2 separate regions of the Oryctolagus cuniculus genome follow, and region 2 is linked to region 1. The links are chromatin contacts, called in public Micro-C maps. All regions are on one chromosome and are shown on one strand. The core of a region is the stretch at or near the end of the contact, and the rest is flanking DNA. Distances in the headings are between cores, read along the strand shown. Region 1 holds the start of TSC22D2 (TSC22 domain family member 2). Region 2 holds the start of ANKUB1 (ankyrin repeat and ubiquitin domain containing 1).

Region 1 (6,205 bases), core at 2,287-4,786:
GATACGGTTACATAATAATCTCGTAGAATCTGAGGGTATGCTGTTCACAAATGATGAAGAGATCTTGCTGTCACAGTTATTTTTTTTTCAACATTAGAAATAGTCCTTAGTTTTAGTTTTTAAGTGGGTTTTCCCCTCTGCGTTGTTCCTAAATGTGTTTCCCATACAGTGTTACAAGAAGTTTTTGAAGGAATTATGAAGTACAGGACAAGTTGGGAGCTCTGGGAGCGGTAACAAAGGTTTCTGGGTGCAGGCTTGGAGCCAAGGTAACTGGAGTAAGACCCTTACTCTTGAGGTTTCGGACTCCTGTGAATGAGGCAACCACATTGCTTATTAACAACTCTGCACACACACACACAAAACATATGTACTTATATGTATATCCTGTTTTCTGCCATTTTAATTAGTTATTTGAAGGCTTTTAAGTCTTTGAAATACATGACCTTTTGTACTTTAGAGAGCCTTATACCATTTTTGCCCCCTACACAATAATTTCACATTTATTTATTTATTTATTTGACAGGCAGAGTGGACAGTGAGAGAGAGAGACAGAGAGAAAGGTCTTCCTTTGCCGTTGGTTCACCCTCCAATGGCCGCCGCACTGCGGCGGGCGCACCGCGCTGATCCTATGGCAGGAGCCAGGAGCCAGGTGCTTTTCCTGATCTCCCATGGGGTGCAGGGCCCAAGCACCTGGGCCATCCTCCACTGCACTCCCTGGCCACAGCAGAGAGCTGGCCTGGAAGAGCGGCAACCAAGCCAGAATCCAGCGCCCCGACCGGGACTAGAACCCGGTGTGCCGGCACCGCTAGGAGGAGGATTAGCCTGTTGAGCCGCGGCGCCGGCCCAATTTCACATTTATTTTTAACAATGAGAATTTTTATAATTTCTTCACAGTGGTTTTGATGCAAGAAATCCTCTACCTTTTTAAAGTTCAAATGTATAAAAGAAGCTAAAGTCCTTAACCTTTTGGAAAACAGTACTTCAAAGAGAACTATTTTATTAAACATACACACAGATCCTTAAATATATAAATGAAACATTTCAATTTTATAAATCTTATTTCTTTTTTTTAAAAGATTTCTTTATTTATTTGAAAGAGTTACACAGAGAGAGGAGAGGCAGAGAGAGAGAGAGAGAGGTCTTCCATCCACTGGTTTACTCCTCAATTGGCCATAACAGCCGGAGCTGAGCCGATCCGAAGCCAGGAACCAGGAGCTTCTTCCGGGTCTCCCACGTGGGTTCAGGGGCCCAAGGACTGGAGCCATCTTCCTCTGCTTTCCGAGGCCACAGCAGAGAGCTGGAGTGGAAGTGGAGCAGCCGGGTCTTGAACCAGCGCCCATATGGGATCTCGGAGCTTCAGGCCAGGGTGTTAACTGGCTGCGCCACAGCACCGGCCCCATAAATCTTATTTCTAATATGTCTTTTAACAACTTTAACCTTTCCTGATTACCAGAAATTTAGAATTTCATCTCTTCTAAATTAGTTTTATCTCTTCTTTCATTTCGTAATATATCCTTTACAACTTCTTTATGTAGAAATGGTCTTACATGTAACTAAGATTTTTCCTTTAAATGTGTGGTTTAAGGATATTATGACAAGTAATCAAGAAGTTACATAATAAGATAATGCAATGGTACACGCAACATTTATTTTTCCAAAAGCTCCACACCCAACAGTACTTTTAACAATGTGGTAAATATATGCAAAATTAAGCTTTTGTATGTTCATATTATATTTAACCTGTTGATCTGACTTATTGATGAAAAACTGTCCCTAACAATGACTAGAACTACAGATTTAGAAATGAAACATTCCATTAGCGCTCTCTGCCACAACAGCAGCATAATGTTACACTTTGTTCCTTTACTCTCCCACCCCCTTAAGAAACAGGGATGTTATTATGGGGTCTTATTTCACATCCTGACCTCAGTCACTTGGGTTTGTAGGATATGGTTTCTACTAAGGTTAAAAGACTTCTCTCTATAAATTAATTACAATTAAGACCATAGCAAATTCTCTATAGATTTTAATTATCAAAATCTTTTCAGATAAGAAGTGTGTCTACTCCTCAAAGATTTAAGAACTGAGTAAAACGACATACAACATACTGATTTATGGAAGTCATCAAGATGTGATTACTAAAGCTGCAACAGATAGGAAATCTTGATTTCCAGTAAGACTTCTTAGATTCTACCTAAATGATAACTTGCTTTAGTACATCAGAGTTCGAGAGCCACTACTCCTACTTTTTTTAATTGTTTGAAATTATGCCCTTCAGGGCCAATGCTGTGGCACAGCAGGTTAAAGCCCCGGCCTGCAGCGCCAACATCCCATAAGGGCACCGGTTTGAGTCCTGGCTGCTCCACTTCCAATCCAGCTCCCTGCTAATGTGCCTTGGAAAGCAACAGAGGTGGCCCAAGGACTTGGACCCTTGCACCACGTGGGAGACCTGGAAGAAGCTCCTGGCTCCTCACTTTGGATAGGCTCAGCTGGGCCATTGAAGGCATTTGGAAAGTGAGCCAGTGGATGAAAGATCTCTGCCTCTACCTCTCTCTGTAACTTTCTTTTTCAAATAAATAAATATTTTTTTAAAGAAAAATGAATGGTATTACCATTTGCCTTTGCTGGGAAGTAACCACAAAATGATAAAGTCACCAGCACTTTCACAGCTATTCTTTGCACCAGTTCAGGAAAGGGTGCTTTCTGACCTGTTACGGTTGTTCATGGTCCAACCAAAACCATGAACACCCTGGCTCCAACTAGCAGCTTTAGAATAAACAAAAGAAAGAACTAGATCTATGTAATACAGTAGGTTCCACATTTGTGGAGTCACTAGGCTGATTTCGTGCTGAAAGTGAAAACAGTCTCCAGAGTTGAAATGAACTCTGCCAGCCTGGAATCACAGCAAATTCAGGAAAATCAGGAATATGTTAGCAACCCCTAATCTTTTTTTAAACTGACTTCACCCTGGGCAAGTAACCCTCCCCTGATGCCATTGTTGGAGACAGAATTTCTGGCTGCAGGATCATTTTTCTGACTCAATCTGGCTTGCTTTACTTCGTTAATCATCCTGATTCCTCTCAACATTTCACTTCTCTTACTGTAGGACTCAACCTTTATTTTCAAGACTTTTTAAGTGATTTGGTTCCTCCCGCGGTATCCCTCTTTATCCCATTTAATTCTCCCCTCCAAGGTCCCCACGGCTATCGCCCTCATTTCACCAAGATTTTGCTAAACATTAGACACAGCACATGACCTCCAGCCTTCCAGTGTCTCAGAACAAACCGATGTACTAACATCAGATTAGCGAAGTCGCAAGCTTCTCTCGGCTTAGAATTAAAAACTGTTTTTAGCTCTTCATCGCTTAAAGAGCCAGCGAAAATTTTAAATTAAAAATATTTTAAAGAAAGAAACCGCTCCCCTTTTTTTTTAACCTTTAGCTCCGCCCATCCACCCCCAGCCTCCACGCGAAACTGCAGGAAACCGGAGGGGGCGGGGCGGTGACGTCACGACGCCGGTGCGTCACGGAGCGGCGCCGGCTGCGGCGCTGGCGGTAGCTGCGGCAGCGGCGGCATTTTAGTCGGCAGCGGCGGCGGCAGCGGGGCTGCTGCTCCTCCCAGCATCCCTGGCGCGGCCATTTCAGCCCCATCTTGGCCGAGGGGAGGGCGCTGCAGCCGCCGCTTCAGCAGTTTGAATTTCAGTTTCTCCAGGATTTACGAACCGGAGCACCGAGGAGGAGCCGAAGAGGCCACCACCGCTACCTCCCATCGTCGGAGCGCCTCCGCTCGCCGGCCAGCCGTCTGCCGCCGCCGCCGCCCCTCACTCTCCGGAGAGCCGCGAGGGGAGGCCGAGACCGCCGCCGCCGCCGCCGCCCGCGGGGGTGGCTCCCCCTGGGAGGGGAGGCCCGAGCCGGCCTTCCCTTCCCCCGGAGCGGGTTTCCGCCTGAAGACAGTCACCATGTCCCTGGGGCTGAGCTCCGGCTAGAGCCGGGGAGGGAGGGCCGCCCGCCCGGAGACCTTCAGCCAGCCCTGGCCCGCGGGCTCCCAGCTGAATCGGGAACCTCCGGCCTCGCCACTCCTCCCGTTCTTCCCTCCGAGCTGCTGCCGGCCGCGTCCTGAGGAGCCCGAGCGGGGCAGCGCCGCCCCTCACGCCGCCGCCGCCGCCGCCGCCGCCTCCTGCTCCTCCACCACCACCACCTCCTCCTTCTCCTCCTCCTCCTCCTCCTCCTCCTCCTCCTCCTCCCCTTCGCCCTCCCACTCCCACCCCCAGCCCAGGCCTGCTGACCGTGCCGAGCGCCGAGCTGGACTGCCCACGGCGGCCCGGAGACGAGGGAGGAAGCCGCCAGCGCGCCCCTGGGATCCCTCTCTTGCTGCGGCGGAGGGGGTTGAATTGAGGCGCCGCCGCACGAGTGCGACCGGGGGGCCGAGCCGCGGAGATCGACCCCGACAAGGCAGCGGGCAGGAGGATGTCTGAGCGAGCGTCCGGCGCCCGCATCAGCCCGTGACTCCTCAGCTGCGGGCCGCCCACCCCAGCGCGGACTCGGACTTTGTCTTTGGGGGCCCCCTTGTGCGCTGCCCTTCGCCGTTTCCGGCAGGATCCCCGAGGAGCCGGCGTGCCCGTGTGTCCTCCAGCCTTCCTCACCATGTCCAAGATGCCGGCCAAGAAGAAGAGCTGCTTCCAGATCACCAGTGTCACCACGGCCCAGGTGGCCAGTAGCATCACCGAGGACACCGAGAGCCTGGACGACCCGGACGAGTCGCGCACAGAGGACGTCTCCTCCGAGATATTCGACGTTTCCCGGGCCACAGATTACGGGCCTGAGGAGGTCTGCGAGCGCAGCTCCTCCGAAGAGACCCTCAACAATGTTGGGGATGCCGAGACTCCCGGGACCGTCTCCCCAAACCTCCTCCTGGATGGGCAGCTGGCAGCCGCGGCGGCCGCTCCTGCCAACGGAGGAGGAGCCGTGTCGGCCCGGAGCGTCGCTGGGGCTCTCGCCAGCACCCTGGCGGCGACGGCCCCCGCCTCAGGAGCACCCGGAGGCCCCCCGGCGGCGGGCCCGTCTGCCGGGCCGGGGCCCGCAGCCCCGGCTCAGCCGCCCGCCACTTGCAGTTCCCGATTTCGCGTGATCAAGCTGGACCACGGGAGCGGAGAGCCCTATCGCCGCGGCCGATGGACGTGTATGGAATACTATGAGCGGGATTCCGACAGCAGTGTCCTGACCAGGTCTGGGGATTGCATTAGACACAGCAATACTTTTGATCAAACTGCGGAGCGGGACAGTGGCCTGGGCGCCACCGGAGGGTCGGTGGTGGTGGTGGTGGCCTCCATGCAGGGGGCGCACGGGCCCGACTCTGGAACTGACAGCTCCTTGTCTGCTGTGTCACAGCTACCCCCGTCGGAGAAAATGAGCCAGCCCACTCCGGCCCAGCCGCAGAGTTTTAGCGTTGGGCAGCCACAGCCGCCGCCGCCCGTAGGTGGGGCTGTGGCTCAGAGCTCGGCTCCGCTGCCGCCGTTTGCAGGAGTCGCTGCCGGGCCGCAGCCAATGATAGCAGCCGCGCAGCCAGGCCAGCCCCAGGGAATCGGGCCCAGCGGCGCCCCTCCGGGGCCGGGTGGGCAGAGTCTGCCGCCAACGAATGTAGTAGCCCAGGCGCAGTCGGCGGTGTCTCTGCCTCCCCAGCCGGTCCCGGCGGTCGGCGCTACAGCCCCGCAGCAGCCCCAACAGTTCGCGTACCCCCAGCCTCAGATAGCGCCTGGGCATTTGCTGCCGGTCCAGCCCTCTGGCCAAAGTGAGTACCTGCAACAGCACGTGGCCGGCCTGCAGCCGCCAAGCCCCGCGCAGCCTTCGAACGCCGGCGTGGGAGCGAGCCCCGCCGCGGCGGCCAGCTTTGCCGTGGGCACCAGCCAGAGCGCCGCCTCAGTGGGCGCGCAGATCTTGGGCGCGTCTTCCCAGCCGAGTGAAGCTCTGGCCTTAGGGCCGGGACCTGCGCAGGGCGGGCAGGCAGCGCCTTGTCAGCCGGCCGGAGTGCCCCCGGCTGCTCTGGGAGGCGTGGTGCAACCAGGCATGGGGCCTACAGGGGCTGGGCAGCCCCAGTCCGTGCCTCCGCCGCAGATGGGTGGCAGTGGTCAGCTGTCAGCCCTGCCTGGTGGCCCTCACGCCGTGGTGCCCGGAGTTCCAAACGTGCCTGCAGCCGTGCCCGCCCCAAGC
Region 2 (6,383 bases), core at 459-2,958, 670 kb before region 1:
CACGGCCTTTTTAAAGTGCTGAGTCGGGGGGCACCGGTTCATCAGTGCACAGTCCACCGCTAACTGAAATTCTGAGGTTTAAGATTGGGGCAGCCAGGAAGGGGAGGGTGCTTATCGGGAGGGCGGTAGGGGACGAGGTTTGGGGTTCGTGAAAAGGAGGCAGGGTTTGAAAAAGGCTGACCCAGGAGGGAATGAATCACACGGTCTGGCTTTTGCTGAGCCCCGGGGATGGCACGTGTCAGGCCCACAGTGTTGATGTCAGCGCGGCTCCGGGCCAGAACTCGGGACTCGTGCTCAGACCTCGGGCAGCTCGCACCTCTAACACGGGGACCTGGTCTCGGTCCCACCCACCCCGATCTCTGCCGCGAACTGGTGTAGAGGGGATGAGGCCTCGCGCTCGTCTCCTTAGCCAGCCGGGTGAGTGCGGCGCTGGGAAGAGACGCGTCTGCGCTCCAGCCAGGCCCGCCCAGGGGCTCGGGGTACTTTGGCCCAATAGCTGGAGCCGGACGCTGGGTCCAGCGCTCTGCCGACCTCCGGGCCTCGGCTGCGGGGTGGAGGTGGGGGCAAATGGCCGGGGTGCAGGCGCCCCGACTCAGTCCTCTCTGCCAGCAAGTTCCCTCCCCTGTCAGGAGCAGTTTCTTCAACCGCGGTCTAACCCCCTAGAAGCCCGCCCCACCCTGCTCTTCCCTTCCAGGGAAGACCGATCACGCGGCCAAGAACGAGACTAGCGAACTGGGCATTTCTCCGAGCTGGGCAGGAGCAAGCGCCGAGACCCAGCGTGAGAGTGGGAAGGAGCCTTAACAGGCAACCCCACGGCCCAATGGCTCGTTTCGGTGTCCGGGTGCGGGCCAGTGAGGCGCGTGGGGCGGGACTTCCGCCTCGCCTCGCTGTTGTCGTCCCCACTCCGACTCCGGGCGGTGGGGGTCGGCGCGGATGTTCAGTCATGAAGTCGGGGTAGGGACATCTCCCGTAGCGACGCGGCGGGCGAGCCTGACAGTGTTCCGGGGGCCGGGCTTCCAGGTAAGAGCCTGTCCGGCTCCGCGGCGGCAGGGCGGCGGTGGTCCCTCGCGGGCCTGGCCCGGAGAACACACCCCCTCTTTGCCCCTGGAGCTCTGAGTTGGCCTCGCTGCTGGGGTGTTCGCAGCTCCTCTCGAGCTGGCCGCGGGGGAATTTTTTTTTTTTTTTTTAAGAAATTTTAAAAGCTTGGCCCTGGAAGGACTGAGTCTCCGCTGCACTCCCACCCCGCGAATTTGTGCCCGAAGTTGTTGGGTGATCCATTTTAAAAGCTCCTCACCTTCCCTTCCGGAAGGCTTCTCTGGGTCAAGCTCTTGCCGCAGAGTCCTCGGGCGAAATCGCTTGACTTGCGTTGCGGGGGCTGTGTAGGTCTTCGGGGAGAAAAGGCGGGCCGGCGCTTGCTTGCTCTCTCCCACGGACCCCCTTTTCTGTGCCCGGGCGCTCAGATTGCAGGTTGGGACGTGACTGCCGGGGCCTGGCCCCGGTCCCTGCCCTCTGGAAGCCGGCGGCTGTGCCAGCACGCTCGCTGAGCTGACGTGCTCTAATGAAAGAACTCTGCCCCAGAGAGGCAGAGGGCCGACCTGAGGCCCAGCCGGAGCATCCCAGAGCCACTCACGCAGCTTCGGGGGCCGCCGCTGCGCCTTGGCTGAACTCCTTTGTTTTGTCCTAATCTGGCAATAGTAAATTTCCAAAAGGATCCTTTGTGATCCGTTTCAGCACCGTGGGCAGCTGCTCACGTTGTTGTCCTAAACCTGCCCGGCCCCTTCCTATTGGTCACCGAGGCGGCAGGAACAGTGAAAATTAAGACATTCTCCAGGGAGAACATCTGCAGTTTTGATACAATCTAAATAAGTAAGGTGGGTGTGCCTCGGGAGAGTTCCAGTAGAGAAACAGATCAAGACCCAGGGAACGGGCTTCACGGGTCCACTCTATTTAAGGGCACTTTTTAATGGATCCGTGGGATTAACTCCATTTCAAAGTAACAAAACTGGCCTGTGGTAGGAGTTAAAAACAGCTTTAAACAGGAGATAAGAAGTGCAGCGCTATGCTCTAGTGCAGGGCCCAGAGGGATTCGTTAATGGATTTTGGAATCAATTTAGTGGCTTGATATGAGCATTAAAAGGAGAGAAGGGAAGAAAGAATATCTGAGGACATTGTGTGGAGTAAGACAAAGTAGTTCTTGTAGCTTGTGTTTCTATTTTTCTTTTTTCTTAATGTGTGTGCATCCAAGAAGATGTAAAGTGTGTTATTGTGGATTATGACAGACACAAGTGTTTCAAAATACTGCTGAAGCCCACATGTGGGAAGCTGATTGGAATTCAGCTCCTGCTACTTGCAAGTTCTGTAACGTTATCCATAAAAAAGGAAAGAGTTGCTGTGAGAATTAAATGAAATAAAACATATTTGTTTACATGGTTAAGCCTCAAAAGTTTTTTTTTGCTTATTTGTTTTTGAAACAGCTGGATAGAAGCACAGTTAATTTCTTTCTGTAAGGAATGACAACTGTTTTTGTTACCTTTTTTTTTTTTTTTTTAACCTCTGCCTTCGTTGAATTCAGCCAACTTGGTGTCTTGGTCTTCAAGTGTAATGAAAATCATGTGAACAAAGTCTTGGTTGGAGAGGTTTAATATTGAAGGGTTGGGGTAGTAGTGCTCATCCACCCTTGGTTAAAGCACGTTTCTTCCATACATTTTGGAGGGATCTAAATTGTTGCTAACATTCGGTTCCCTTACCCTGATATTTTTTGCATCCCAGGATAACATAGATTTATCACAGGTTTTTCAGGCCCTAATTTTTAGCAAAGTGAAGGTAGGATTAGGGATCTGTTGGTAGGATCTGGCTTTGAGTTAAGTTGGATAGAAATACATCTAATGTTTTATAGGTTTTGCCATTAAGATATATGAAATGATTTGGCTTGGTCAAATATGGTATGTTTACTTCATACGGATGCTACTTAAAAATGTTTGACTTTAAAATAGAAAGTATGGTTCAGAACTTTTAAAATCTGGGAATTAATAATATTTGGCAGAAGGCAGAATGAATTTGAATCAAAATAGTGTTTTGTTCCATTTGGCATGTAACTACTCTATGGCATTGTATATGGTAGTCTGATATGACATGAAAAGGAGAAGAAGGTTGCTAAGCATTGTTGATTTTCTCAAAAGAGGAAACAGAATTAGTATACAAGTGAATTCCTTTCAAGAAAACATGGTGGAACATTGTTTAAAAATTCATGTCTTTTACATATATTTATTAAGCATGTATAAATTATAGTATTAAGCCTTTACATTGTAAAATTGATTTGGAAACTGAATATATAATACAATTGATATTATCAAAGTTTATGATTATAGCATGTAAACAACAAAGAGCAGTAATAGCAGTTAATATTGATTCCTTACCATGGGCCAGATATAGTTCTAAGCACTTCTCATTATCTCACACAATCCTCACAGTCATCAATGTGGTAGGTGGTACAACTGCCTCTTTTGTATAGATGGAGAAACTCAGTCATCATTGATATATAACCTGCCGAGTTCACGCAGGTGTAGTAACAAGAATTTGAACCCAGGTATCTTGACTATATAAAGCCTGAATGTGGAGTACTAGAGGGACTATCTGGATTCTTTCTTGTTGGTGACCTTGGGAAAACTCCTCCTCAGTTTTCTTAACTACTTTCTCATACTGTTTTTGGGGATTAGGATGCTTTTTTATTTTTTAAAGATTTATTTTTATTTACTTGAAAGAGTTAGAGAGAGAGAGAGAGAGAGAGAGAGGACTTCCATCCGCTGGTTCACTCTCCAGAAGGCCGCAACGGCCGGAGCTGCACCTATCCGAAGCCAGGAACCAGGAGCTTCTACCGGGTCCTCCACTTGGGTGCCCAAGGACTTGGGCCATCTTCCACTGCTATCCCAGGCCATTGCAGAGAGCTGGATTGGAAGAAGAGCAGCTGGGACTCGAACTGGCACCCACATGGGATGCCGACACTTCAGGACAGAGCGTTAACCCGCTGCGCCACTGTGCCGGCCCTAAGGGGATTAGGATTCTTTGTAAAGCACTAGACAGAGTGTGAGTTCAGTAAATAATATGCCTCAGCCTTTTTCTTTTCATCAAGAATGTGGCCATTTGAACTGTTTTTAGGATTTGGAAGAGTGGGAGAAGGAGCAAAGAAAAATAGTTGCACCTAAGAATACTGACCAAGCAAAGGCCCAGAGGTAGGAAAAGCAAGGTTGCAAGAATATGTTGAAGGAGTAGTCTGGTAAAGGTAGATGGATATAGGTTACAGAGATTCTTAAATGCCACACTAAGGATTTTGCATATGATTTTTAGTTGAGAAGAACTCCTCCTTATGAGTGTGAATCTTGGAACAGAGGTCCAGTGTAGGGGTAGAAGTCTGGAGTGTGGAGTTTAATTATAGTAGTTGAGACAATAAATGATGATTGTAGAGAAGGGTATAGATTTGGAAAATGTTGATGTTGATGTTAGGAACTGACATACATATGGACCTAAGACAAATTTTTGGGTGGATAGTAATTATTTTTATTTATTTATTTGAGAGGTAGAGTTACAAACTGAGGGAGGGAGGGAGAAAGAGAAAGTCTTCCATCCTCTGGTTCACTCCCCAAATGGCCGCAAGCGCTGGAGCTGGGCTGATCCGAAGCCAGGAGCTAGGAGTTTCTGTTCTGCCACCTGAGTGCAGGGGTCCAAGCACTTGGGCTATCTTCTGCTGCTTTCTCAGGTGCATTAGCAGGGAGCTGGATCGGAAGATCAGCAACCAGGACTCGAACCGGGGCCCATATGGGATGCAGGTACGGCATGAAGAGGCTTAGCCTACTATGCCACAATGCTGGCCCCTGGAGATAGTAATTCTATGAACCTAAATAACAATAAGGAGAAGAGCAGGTTTTGGCGAAAGGAGATTTAGGAAGAGAGAGAATGTTAGGGAGTTTAGTTATGGAGCAGAGGAGTTGTGCATTTGTAAAGGTGAAATGAAAATGGGAAGCTCTGTGTACTCTGTACAGAGATCAGATGCTAACATTGTGGGGAAATGGCCTAGAGCAGTCATGCCCCTGTGGATCATGAGAGAGATGTGGCCCTTAAATTTCTCAGAAATGCAATTTCTTGCTTAATAATGGTGTGCTTGTTATTTTTCCCTGTAGCATATTTTGATTTGTGTCCTGGAAGAACAAGACGGAAGGTTGATGGGGAGGGAAACTTTTTTTTAAACCTAACAGGGCTCCCATTTATTATTTCAAAAGAGAATCAAGTAAATTGGAGGCTAGGGATTTGCACAGAAAGGGCTTTGAAAGATGCTGTGGCTTTTGTATAGTGCCAGGCATTTATAAACATATATTGAATGTTGTATTGTTGTAATGTCTACAGATTTGTTATTTTTGTTATCTCCTGTTTGTTAACCTGTATTGATGAGTAGAACAACCTTTAAAACAGGGAGCTGGGGTGCTTGTTAGGGGAAAGCAATGAAGGGGAAGAGGACCCTGCTGGGGAGATTGGATTCTATTTATAGTCAAGACTGTGGGAAAAGAACCTCAAAGAATTAAGAGGAAAAGACTGCAAGGTGTGATGGGAGGAAGAGCTTTTGGGACTAAATCCCGGTTCCACTCATTCTCTGGCTTCTGCTCTCCCATTCTGTAAAAAGATAACAATGACGATACCAATTCTGAAAGCTGCTTTGAAAATTAGAGTGAATATGTGGAAGTGCCTGGTGCACAGCAGATAAAATTGAGGTATTTTTATTATCATCATTACCTTCACAAATGGGAACAAACACAGAATCCTACAATCTATTGTAAGAAGAGAAGAAAAGCATCTGGAAACCATTTGTACTTGATAATAGAGCGCAGGACTAAGTAGTAGAAGGGCTGCTAGGCTTCCTTTCGTGGCAGATTTTTTAAGGTTTGGTGCAGTTGGTTAGGACATGATGTTAGATTAAACAGTAAAATCTATCTCTGAACTATTTTTAGCTCCCTTTCATGATAGGCCTGTGCAACTGGCCAATGAAACAAAAAACTGTGTTGTTGAGCAAGCAGAGGACAAGGGAAGGTTTTATTTTCTGTCACACCATTGTTGAAAACATTACATGGATCCTCCTACTTAGGGGTATGTCTGTAGTTTTCCTTCACTCGGTAAATTTTATTCAGTACCTTAAGAGTAGACGCTGTTCTAGGAATTCAGAGTGTCTGGATCAGTGAACTGAAGAGACAAAAATCCTTACTCTCATGGAGCTTATCTTCTAGTGGGAGAAATAGGCACATTTTTAATAATTTTAAGTACTTAGATTTTTCTTGTACTGTGTATTTATAAGGTCACAATATTTTAGCACATGATGAGACTGACTATCCCTGATTGTG

The links. A called contact is a pair of places that touch in the nucleus more often than the background predicts.
Region 2: a Micro-C map of ear pinna shows a contact between it and region 1, with 8 times the contacts expected there. The contact joins the promoter of ANKUB1 here to the promoter of TSC22D2 in region 1. A contact is called at or near these places in 2 of 6 Hi-C or Micro-C datasets (ear pinna and psoas muscle).

The regions. Positions count from the first base shown.
Region 1 is chr4:130,968,648-130,974,852 of mOryCun1.1, reverse strand. TSC22D2 (TSC22 domain family member 2) reads left to right here and starts at 3,536. Exons shown (of 5, transcript XR_011388135.1): 1 at 3,536-6,205.
Region 2 is chr4:131,640,468-131,646,850 of mOryCun1.1, reverse strand. It overlaps ANKUB1 (ankyrin repeat and ubiquitin domain containing 1), which reads right to left and starts at 1,708. Exons shown (of 7, transcript XM_070072667.1): 1 at 1,295-1,708. The region is part of intron 1 of RNF13 (ring finger protein 13); the gene reads left to right.